Linked DNA regions of Zea mays: region 2 is linked to region 1. Evidence: chromatin contacts called from public Hi-C data. All regions are on one chromosome and are shown on one strand. The core of a region is the stretch at or near the end of the contact, and the rest is flanking DNA. Distances in the headings are between cores, read along the strand shown. Region 1 holds the start of LOC100279004 (glutathione S-transferase T1). Region 2 holds the start of LOC100193441.

Region 1 (5,436 bases), core at 1,619-4,118:
ATTAAATCAGAAAATAGCATTCTCTACCATTGCAGGGTGTTAGTCCCTTCCTAAAGAGTTAAGCTGCTGGCAAGATGTTGCAGAGTTGAGCTGCTGGGTCCCTAGGCAACTTAGGAACAGCACAAAAACCATGGTGGTATCTAATCCAAAATATTACTAATTAATTACCATACTCGGATTTAACTTGAACGATCAACAAAGATGAAGTGCTTGTTACACATAAAATTGCCACATCTACATTAAATGCCATTAATATTGTATACACAACGACGATCAATAAATCATAATATTCCTAAAAGATAAAGCGACACTTGTGGAAATAAAATAAGTTTAGTGCTAATATGTAACGCACCAGTGGTCAGCAACTCCAGGGAAAACCGATGCAAGATACCTCAAAATCGCATGACTGCCACAAAAGCAATTTTTTCACCACAAAACATCAAGTATTACAACTATAAATTGGACAGTTTAAGCATGTACAAAAATAATTGCGTATAACAAAAATAATATTGTAACTAGATGATCCCAATCATATCAATAAAAACAACAATAACAACAAAGCCTTTTTAGTCCCAACTCCCAAGCAAGTTAGATAGACTAGAGTTCAAATCCAACAGAAACCATGAATCAAGTAGTTGCATTGTTACTTGTGTCCTTTTGAGTGATCCGGACGTTTTCCTGCTTGGTTAATGATGACAATATGTCTTGCATGGTTTCTTATGGCAAGAAATTTCCGATTTTGACCATTATTTACAGCAGCAACATAGCTGATGAAAGGAACTAATAGATGATGGATGCTTCTGGCATGTAGTCTGTGAGGTGCTGTCATTTGCATGCAGAGTAGCGTTTACTGTGTCTCTTGCAGTGTACTGTTGTCGAGAACATGGATAACTTGGAGGCGAAAAGGGATGAAGTCTAAATAACAGGAAGACAATGGAATTCAGTTGGGAAGTTTTGTCCTTATGCCTTCACTAATTGAGTAGGTTCCAACGCGAGTAGAACTCGACTAGGTGAGTGCCCATGCGTTGCAACGAGGACATATAATATCACGGTAACTTATGTATTATATGTCTTCGTTGCAACGCACGGGCACTCACCTAGTAGATTCAAGAAGAAGGAAGCGTAAGAATCCCTCGTCCGAAATGCCATCACAGCAGTTTGAACCGAGAACCTCCCTATACTATGTAGCGACGCCTCCCCGCTTGCCCCTTTCGAGTAAGGTAATCTATCCCTAGCTTTCCTAAGTACTTGGCCAAGGGCATCCCATTCCACCCTTGTGGTAGCACTGTTTTCCCGGTTGGTTCTCCATGTTCCAATTAACATGATGATCTTATCACGAACAATAATTAAAACAACAACAACATAATTGGAACATCATCATAATATAACATTAATTTCCCAAAACTAGGTAGAGCAATAGCAAATCTACCCAATAGTTCATTTGTCAGCAAGGTATGGGGTAAACAAAACTAGAGAAACCTATTGGGTCCCATCAAATTAACCTGGGCATACCATGGTGATTAACATGAGCATTATTAGGTAAGGAAAGGTGATCAAGGGCATAACTTGCTTTACACTTGAGATCCCAGGTACCAAGTTGGTCTTTAGATTCTCATGACCTCACCGCTATTCGTAGTAGTACATACAAATAGACAAGGAGCACATAAAAATAACAGTACACCAAACATGAGAACAAACAACGTAAAAATATTCGACGCGATGCTACGAGAGCGGAGGTTCGAGAACCACTAAAATCGGAGTTATGATTCAGAAGATATAGTTTTCTCAAGTTTTAGGTGATTAAATGATAATATCTCATATGTTATAAATCATGTGAGAAAAATATTACGAAGAAACAACTAATTCAACTTTAGTACATGTTATCACTTGATTAGATATCATGATTTAGTCAGATTATAATTATAGATAGGTTAACTTTAATTAGCAAGCTTAATCTACTAAACATGGATTAAACAATATCTAATTAAAAGAATATGTGTTATGATAAAACTAATGTTGTTACTACGTAGAAAATGTTATTACGAAGCTAACACAACTTAAACGAATCAAATCAGAGTAAAAACGGATGAGATAGGGGTTTTTTTTAAGATTATTAGATTTATTCCTATACTTAAAATCAATTATCAAATTTTATTTTATATCAATAACCCAATTGGTGGTTACAGTTAATATTTCTCAAGAGCTCGGGGTTGAAAACACAAATTTCAGGACCTATATGTACTGGTCTTTATGTAAAGATGGACTGCAGGTTGATTACCCTGAACCCGTGGGGCTCTTTTGCAATAGTGCTGGGCCGAAGGGGTATTGGGTGATCACAGCCGTTGGATCAAAGTCCTATGCCTAGGATTAGATCTAAACCCTTGTGAACAGTAAGCAATGGTAGCCGCATAGATCTAGATCAACGGCCCCGGCCACAAATAGACATGATCTGATCTCATCCATGTGATACCGGATCAACGACACTAGTCAAACATCTAGAGGGGTATGCCATCCTCTAATCGCAGTCGCCCGATCGATCGAGGGTTCAGATTAGATATTCATTAACTCAAACTGGTGTGTGTCCGGGACCATAGTCCTGAGATCTACGACCCACAATACACAAACGAAGGGGTTTCCAGCTTATGATCCTGCTCGTCCATCGATGATCTAACGGCCATCCACCCTCCTCTAGCCCCCAACTCTGAGCACGGCGGCAGCGCACTCCGGCGAGCCCTCCAACCCAACGCGCCAGAGCACCAAAACCGAAACCGGCCATTACTACATCATGTGGACACGAATTCAAACAAATGTTGAAGGTTCATACCCGGATCTGGTCCGCCCACAAAGCAGTGCGGCATGGCGGTGGAGAGATTACTCCGACGAGCAATTCACGTCCATGTTGTGGCTTCCCATACTCGAAACAGCATTGACCCCGATTAGCGCTCCCTAGTGAAGCACCCAGGCCGTCGTTGAAGCCTTGGCAACGGCAAAATCGAAGATTTGCTTGCGGCGACGGACCCATGGTCCCCTCTACTCACGATGATGACCACAACATTCTCCCAAATCTCACTGTGACCCGAGGTCGATGGATGGAGGGACACCTTGGTCCTGCTTATATACTCCTGAGGCCAGGTCCAAGGTAGGCGGGGTTGGCCGGTGAACGGACCTGAGATCCCCGGCGGCTCCACCGGGTTCGGTTGCAACGAACCGAGCTAGAAGTCGGTACTAGTGAGGTGGTCCCAGTCGTCAGTGACCATGCACATGCGATTGTGAGGGTTGGGCTGCTGACGCGGGCTGTTCCAGGGCAACCAACAAAGGGGGCCCACTCGACAGTGTCAAAGAGAAACAGGGAAGGGGAGAAGTGGGCCAAGTGGGGCGTGAGTGCGTGGTGTGGACCTGGTAAGGTGGACCGAGACGTGAGGAAATCGGCCCACGAGCAGGTTTGTCCCTTTTTTATTTTATATTTCCTGGTTTTAGTTTAATTCTTAGAGTTCAAATTCAGATTTAAATTCAAACAAATTCCAAACGCACAATCAAAACTCCAATATGAATGCAACAATATTTTATCAATCTATTTATTTATTTAAGCAAATGCTTCTAGCTATGCAATTCACGTGTAAATAGTTTATTTTGGAGAAGATAATATTTCTATTCTATTGTTCCTATAAAGATATGGTTTAACTTAATCCCTTTTAAAAGGTACTTATAAATCAATAAATATATAATATATGTATATTTAAAAGAAAGATTAACTAAAATCATGAATGCATACTTTTGTGAGGTATTTATTAAAAATCCTATTTTGCTTTAGGAGATGTAGCTTCAAAAATATTATTAATAGACTCTTTGATTGTCTTATTCATTGATTTTTTTAACCCCGAAATAAAATTTCAGGTGTTACAGACATGGAGATTGCAATGTTGAGGCAACAGTTGGAGTATCAGAGGGAAGTGTTGAGGCAACAGGCAGAGTATTAGAGGCTGCAGGCTAAGCACTAGAGGTAGCAAGCTAAGCACCAGAGGCAAAAAGATGAGTACTATGTGAACCTCTGAGCCTAGAAGTAAGATAAGCACTAGAGGTAGCAACAGAGGCCTAGAAGTTAGAGTAATATGTTATTCGTAACAGCTACAACACATGTTGCGTATCATACTTCTTCAACAATTACTTGCATTTTATTTGTAGCAACTGGCACAACAAGCGGGCGTGTAGATGCCATCCTTCAGTATACCATCTCCAAAACTTGAAATGTTGCATCCACTGCCGCTGTCGGTGTTTTGGGTCCGACCGCACACCCGGGGTTGCCCCTCAAGGTGTTTTCTAGGAGTAGGACGGTGTCAACGACTGTAGCAAAATGGTTCGTGCCGATCGCACGAGAGACAGTGAACAAGATTTACAGGTTCGGGCCGCTTAGAGATGCGTAACACCCTACGTCCTGATGAGAATTCGGCTGTGGTTACAAGAGGGCTCTCTGGGTTGAAGGCACAGAGAGTTTATGTGGGTGGCGAAGTAGGATAGGGTCGATCGTTCTGAAGGGGTGCCCCCTAGGCCTTATATACTCGACCGTGGGGCAGTACACGTGGGTAAGATAACAACAAGTAGCTAAAAGATAGTGAACCTCTTGAGATTATCCCTACGTAACCCTCGCCGACTTATCCTCGCATGGCTTCGTTGCATGGAGACTCCAGCGCGGGAAAGTCGGATCTCTGTTGCAGCCATTCGCTCGACGCTGTGGGCCGTCCGGGTTTGCACCAATCCAGCCTCATGTCGTTCTGCTTTGCCGGTTGTTTCTCCCCAGGCCCACGAAAGAATGACCTTACGATTTATTGGGCCCTTGGGCCTTTCGTGAGGTCCTTTACTCTTTTAGTGGACCCGGGGGATATCTATCTCCCACAAGCCCCCGATCTTTGGGTTGATTTGGAGGTAATCAACTCAAAGATCCAAGGTCCAAAAATGACTCCCTGCTGTTTTCTCTTGCTCTGATCACTTGTTCGACCAAAGTTTAGTTTTGTGCCTGTGCCTTAGAAATCAGCATTTTGGATTGTAAGATTCTGGACTTCATTGGGTGCACCGGAGGTGCACCCAATGGGTGTAGCCCCCGACCTTTGAGTAGATTTTAGAAGATAATCTACTTAAAGGTCTTCTCGAAAGATTATCTCCATTCGCGTTCCTGCATCTCAGTTGAGGATTGACCTTTCCAATCTTGTTCCACGCCTTAGAGGTCGGCACTATATTGATTTAGAATGATAATCCATGGGGTGCACCGAAGGTGCACCCAATGGGTGTAGCCCCCGACCTTCAAGTGGATTTTTGAGGATAATCCACTCGAAGGTCTTCCTTCTGTGTCCTTTTGCTGAAAATTATCCTTTCTGCTTGTAAAAAATTGGCATGATGTCATCCGCGCTATGTCATCAATATTATGCTTCAGAGGTCAGCATG
Region 2 (5,860 bases), core at 279-2,778, 240 kb before region 1:
ATAGCAAGTTAGTAGGGGGCACCGTGCTGAATTAATCTGTCGACAACAAAGGAGCAACTAAAATGTCATCAGTGAGTATGCCAGCGACTAAACCCTTTGCACCCAGGTCAGGATGAAGCTGCTGATAAAATAGAGAAGAAAATAATGCCAACCGAAAACTGTAAAATGACAGCAAAACTAGCTAATGATCTGCTTGCTTGAACGATGCATGGCCTTGGAACAGCCCACAGGCTGCTGCTCTGACTGCTAAGTTCACCTTTGGGAAGAAAGCACATTTGTCCTCAAAAGTTACTTTGGCTGCTATATGAATATCTCGGATTCATGCTATCTTCTCAGAAATTCCATCCAAGCATTAGATGTGTCCCTAGTTTATATGTAACTTTAGCTGTGCTTGTCAGACGCAGAAAGAACTACATGTATTTTCTATGTTATTAGTAAATCGGGGGGAGCACCCTTGTGTATCTGAGTATCAGCTTCCATTATGAACAGTTGTACCGAATTTTAAGGCATGTTTTAGAATACATGAACTAAAAATATTTGGATTGAGGAAAACATTGCTTCTTTATATGTGACCCGCCACAGGTCTGCATTGCATACCTACAACTATAATGATAGCAAGGCAAATGCATCAGAGTCTGTCGACCAACTCTCACGTCAACAATGCAGAAATAGAGCAGCTGAAGGTGGATGAGATGGAGGAGGTCAGGAGGAGGCATTCTGATGTTAGCTAGTCTGACCTGTGAACGGAGTAGCACCATGTTACCAAAACAATGCAGGATTGAGGGGGGAGGAGAGAAAACAATCTTTTAAGGATAATTGTGCTAATACAAGAGCACAGCAAAATGGCTACAGCCTTTAGTACAATAATTTGAGCATGTAAACTGGCAGGAATCTAAAGCCTGAAAATCCATTTGTGCTATGAAACTAGCAAGCAAGATAAGATCATCAAAGTTCCCTTGATGAACTCTGGCATCAGGTACGCAAGAAACTGAATGCAGTTCAAATAGGAAGATGCGTTGAGGTATTACATCAAACAGCTTGCTTACACGAGCAAGATGCAACAGGCCTCGCCTAGCCACTGGCCATAGAGCATCGCCTTAGCATCAACAACGGCGTAAGAAGCCCTATGGCCGATCTAGGATTTAATAGCGCCCCGGGCCGATTTCAATATGGCAAAACTACAAATATACACGATACAAAACATAATGTGTCAAATGTACAATACAAAACAAAGTCCTCACCTTAATCCTCTGTTCCTCACCTGAGTCACTTCAATCTCTAAGGCGCCGAGCAGCAACACAGCACCCTCGCGCCCCTGCTAGCGCCTAGCAGCAGCACGCCAGCACCAGCGCACCGCCGAGGTGACGAGCCGCCGGCGTCGAGCGCCTAGCAGCAGCACCGCCAAAGCAAGCCCCGTGCGTGCCTGAGCCGCTGCGCGAGTACTACATGCACCTACGCGAGTGCCCCAGCCGGCTGCCCGCCGCCGCACAGCCCCTCGGCCACCGCTCGCTCGCGCGCAGGCGCAGCCTCGCCCTCACGGTCTCGCCAGCTCCCCAAACGCGAATGTGAATATCCTGGCCCAAACCAAATACCGCTATATGGGCCACGACCCGGCCATGCCCCAGCGGCCCGCGGGGCAGATCCGCTCCATTTATATCATAACCTTACGAGAGAGCCAGCTAACATATATATTTACTAGGTATAGGTCTGTGCGTTACTATGAAATTGATATGATAAAAATGTATTGATATACAAAAACACTAATTGTTATTCTATATTTTTGTTAATATCACTAAAGGAAATGTTTACATACCTTGCAAACATAAAAATAGAACGCACTTTCATCAAATTAAAAATAATGACAATGTTAAATATAAATATTAGCATCCTCACAAGATTAGAACAGTTATCTACAAGAAGTTTTATCTGAAATTCGGGCAAAATGCACAATCTCAGCAGTATAAAGAAGTATAATAAAATCATGGTGATAATGTTTAGCCAAAACAACTATATATACACATGTTCTGAAGTTTAATAACAGATAAAATTTAGATCTTGTTTTGATAAGCCATAATGAACAAAACAATTGAACTACTACATAACAGCTTGAAGACTGTTGCATGTATATCCAAAGGTTTATATTTTGAGTCACGCCGAACAGGCTACAGACCATAGACACAATTCCAACGGCGCAATTATACAATAATCTGTCAGATCGCTTGGAGTTGGCGGTCAAAAAAGTTGTCTGATGACTGGCACACGACACTGATAATTTCTTTCTTGTTTCTTAAAGCTGCTCCTGGAGTCTTCTTCCTAAGCTTTGAATGACTCGTATAAGGCTGCTGCATTAGATAACCTTTGGCCTTTCTTTTCCCATTTCGGAAACAATATGCAAACAAAATCAGAAGTATAAGGCTAAGTTGTAGACTGCGCACTTACCAAACTATTATTTGCCAAGGGCCCAAGCTCTATATTTTAGAATCACAATTCCAAACATTGTAAGAGAAACACAAAACTGATCAAAACTTGATGCTAATTCACTTTTCATGCAAGGACCAGAGATTGCTGAACAAAACTTTTAGAAACTACAAATATGAGATCTTACAAATTCATTAACTGGAACCAGATTATCACAAAGATATTACTTCGACCTATCATTCTCTGCATTTAAATTGAAGCTGACATTCAAAAAATAGTATTTATGTAATTAGGGACGTATGAACTTGCGTGTGATGAGGATGGGGTGGATACCAGAAATGTTGTACACTTACGCAGACAACATGGAGATTGAAATGAACACTACTTTAACCATGATTTTTTCTCCAACCTGAGATTTTGCCACATGGTCAAGGTGATTGAAGGCACTTGATTGAGCAATGCGTTTGATTTCTTTAGCATCATCTTCCTCATAAGCAGACAATAGCTTCATTGCACATCGATTCTGGTCGCTATTGAGGAAGGCTTGAACCCTATTAAACGACTTTACTTTACTCTTCATGGTTTGATGGGGGCAAAATAGCACATGGCACAAATATTGTTATACAAAATCCACCAATGTACAACTTACTCTAAGCAGTCATTGTAGCATTTTTGAGCTTGCTGAAAATCATGTGTGTAAAGATAGATGATGATCGCACTGAGATAGGCCTGAATGCCAGAAACAAATTTTGAATCAGACAAGTTTTGTGTTCAAGACATAAATGACTAAGCAATTTTGTTTTCAAGACATGATCACAGATAAAGCTGAAAGATACAAATATAATGCGCTAATTTTTAAAATGATCAATTCATTAATACACATGTAGTTTTTGAATAATATATAAGCAATTTCAGTTATTAGTTAGAAAAAAAGATTACCTTGCATTGGCTATTGATGGCATTGCACTTATCAGCAGCTGAACCGAGTCTTGAAAACAAAGCAGCAGCATCTGAATATCAATCCAACGGACAAACATGGGAGTGAATTGTAAGATGGTCATGTTAGTTACTTGCAATGCTACATGATAAGAACATGCAAATCTATCAGTATACACGATTCCAAGGTGTTAGGTTGTAATACCCAAATTGTAAGGAAGAATAAAAGGAGCAATTGTTTCCCTTTATATATGTGTGTGCATCTCTATTTATCATCACATGTGACTACTCATGTAAAAAAAGTAAAACCTTAATAAGACACAAATAAACTATTGCATCACATTGGATTTTTGTTTGTTTGTGCATTTAAAACAATAGTAACATGGATAATATATATATATATATTATAATGAGTAGAAGATTTAGATTAAACCCTAGATTTGAATTTGGGGTTTAAATAGAAAAGAAGAAATAAATATTATGAGACACCAAAATAAATCCATAAATAAATAAATGGACCCCACATTGATATATTCAAATTGAATGATTAACTTGAGCACAAATCTTGTGGAGAAATCTGAATTCAAGTTTTAGATTTGGAAATAAAAAAAGGAAAACAAAAACAGAAAATAAAAAGGATAAAAGAAAAGGGAATGGCATATTGGGCCCAATCCCACGTATCTGGCCCATCAGTGGATGCCATCCGCACAGCCCACACTCCCTATTCCACTGCGCGCGATGTCGCTGACGGGCGCGGACCCACTGGCAGCCACTAACAACCGAGCACCCGTGCGCGCTCCGCAGCTTCCTTGCTGGCTGGATGTGGGGCCCAGCCGTCAGGCCTCCGTCTTCCTCGCGCCCGTCTGCCCCACGGACTCCGCGCAGCACGCGCTGTGTTGTTGCACGGCTGTGGATCACACGCGCGCGTCCTCCCCACGTCTATATAGTCAAGCCAAACACCCCCCTTCCCTGCGTTCGTAGGTCAACTCTTCATAGAGAAATTGTCGCCGCCATTGCTGCTGAGTGTGGGCAAGTGTGGAACTTCACCGAGATTAGTGTGCCACTCGGAACGAGTTGGTTGGGGAGCTTCGCCTCGGCTCGGAGATTGTTTCCGTGGCATCTACATCGGGTTGGGGGCGTCCAGCACCAACGAATTTTCCACCGGAGTGCCGCATTCTGCCGTGAGTCTTGGCGCTCGGTGTTGGGATTTAGTGCCTCTTCAAATCACGGTATGGTCCCACCCTTTGTTTCACAAACGTCTCGATTTCAATTGGGGCCTAGTGCACCTAGGAATTGTACCATGGGGGTCGGGGCGGGCGTTCTGGGCATGGCGCTCCGCCGCGGTGGGCTTGCCGTCGAGATTGGGGATGAACTGGGGAAAGGAGCCTTGTGCTAGCCGTCGATCTGGCGTTGAACGCGCGCGATCTAATCTCACGTGGGCGATTTGGCCCTGGTATCCACACCGTTGGATGCACATCGTACGCATGACAACCCTTCGCGATCCATTACAATGTAAACCGTAGGTGCTAGATCGTGCGGTCGTGGATTGTGGCCGAGTTCTTAGGAATACAATATAATCTTATCGTAAGTTTATGATCTGGCGGCTGAGATCCAGGAATACCCCTTCGCAAGCACATTATTCATAAGAGACCCTCTAGTTTTATAGAACCAACCCGCAGTCCACCCTGTATAGTGCACTAAGTCTTAGAAATTCTTTCACGAAAGCCCCTGCGCTTTCTGGAATTTGAGGCCCAATCCAGAGAGTATTGAAAACCAGGAATTAATATCATAAATTAATTTTTAGTGCATAAATAAATGTTAGAACTTGTTTAATTTGTAGAAAATTCATATGAACTCCAAATTGGTCCATTCTAGTTCCTAAATTTTCATAATATTATTGTCTATCCATTTGTGCCACTGTTTTGGCATGAAAGACAAATTAAAATTATTCTATTACTTAATCTTGTATTAAGCACATAAAATCTTCAGAAATTCATATCTTAAAATCTGTTACTCCAAAATTAATAGTTCCAGTTCCTATGATCTTATTTTAATGCCTAGATTATTATTGTGTATTTTATTTACATGTTTGGTGTAATGTTAATTTTTGCTATACCATGTATGTAATGTGTTGATGCGAGTAGACGAGCAAGCTACACAGGATTCTGAGGTTCAACTGGTTGAGACTGCTGAGCAGGAGCTCGTTGAAGGCAAGTTGTGCCCTTGATCACTTCCTTTTACCCATTCATGTTCTTATTATTCATAATGATCTGCATAAGATAATTTTGCTGGGACCCAATAGGATACCCTAGATTTGACTATCTCTATGCCTTGCTTCACCACTGGTTTTACTACTAAATTTTTGGGTAGTACATGCTATTGCTTTATGTGGATTTGGGTATAGAGATACTTATTACTCATTATTACACTTGTTATTATCTGTTCATTATTTCATGTTCATGATAAGATCATTATGTTAATGGGAACATGGAGAACCACCCGGGAA

What was found. Hi-C and Micro-C count contacts between places; a contact is called where the count stands out from the background.
Region 2: a contact with region 1 is called in a Hi-C map of tassel, with 5 times the contacts expected there. The contact joins the promoter of LOC100193441 here to the promoter of LOC100279004 in region 1. A contact is called at or near these places in 4 of 25 Hi-C or Micro-C datasets (ear, leaf and tassel).

Annotation. Positions count from the first base shown.
Region 1 is chr6:44,378,497-44,383,932 of Zm-B73-REFERENCE-NAM-5.0, reverse strand. It overlaps LOC100279004 (glutathione S-transferase T1), which reads right to left and starts at 2,868. Exons shown (of 4, transcript XM_020539918.2): 1 at 2,825-2,868; 2 at 353-406. The coding sequence starts at 2,868.
Region 2 is chr6:44,618,842-44,624,701 of Zm-B73-REFERENCE-NAM-5.0, reverse strand. It overlaps LOC100193441, which reads right to left and starts at 1,528. Exons shown (of 2, transcript NM_001138560.1): 1 at 1,262-1,528; 2 at 1-57. LOC118472177 (a long non-coding RNA gene) reads right to left here and starts at 3,413. Exons shown (of 3, transcript XR_004850118.1): 1 at 3,358-3,413; 2 at 3,068-3,147; 3 at 2,077-2,969.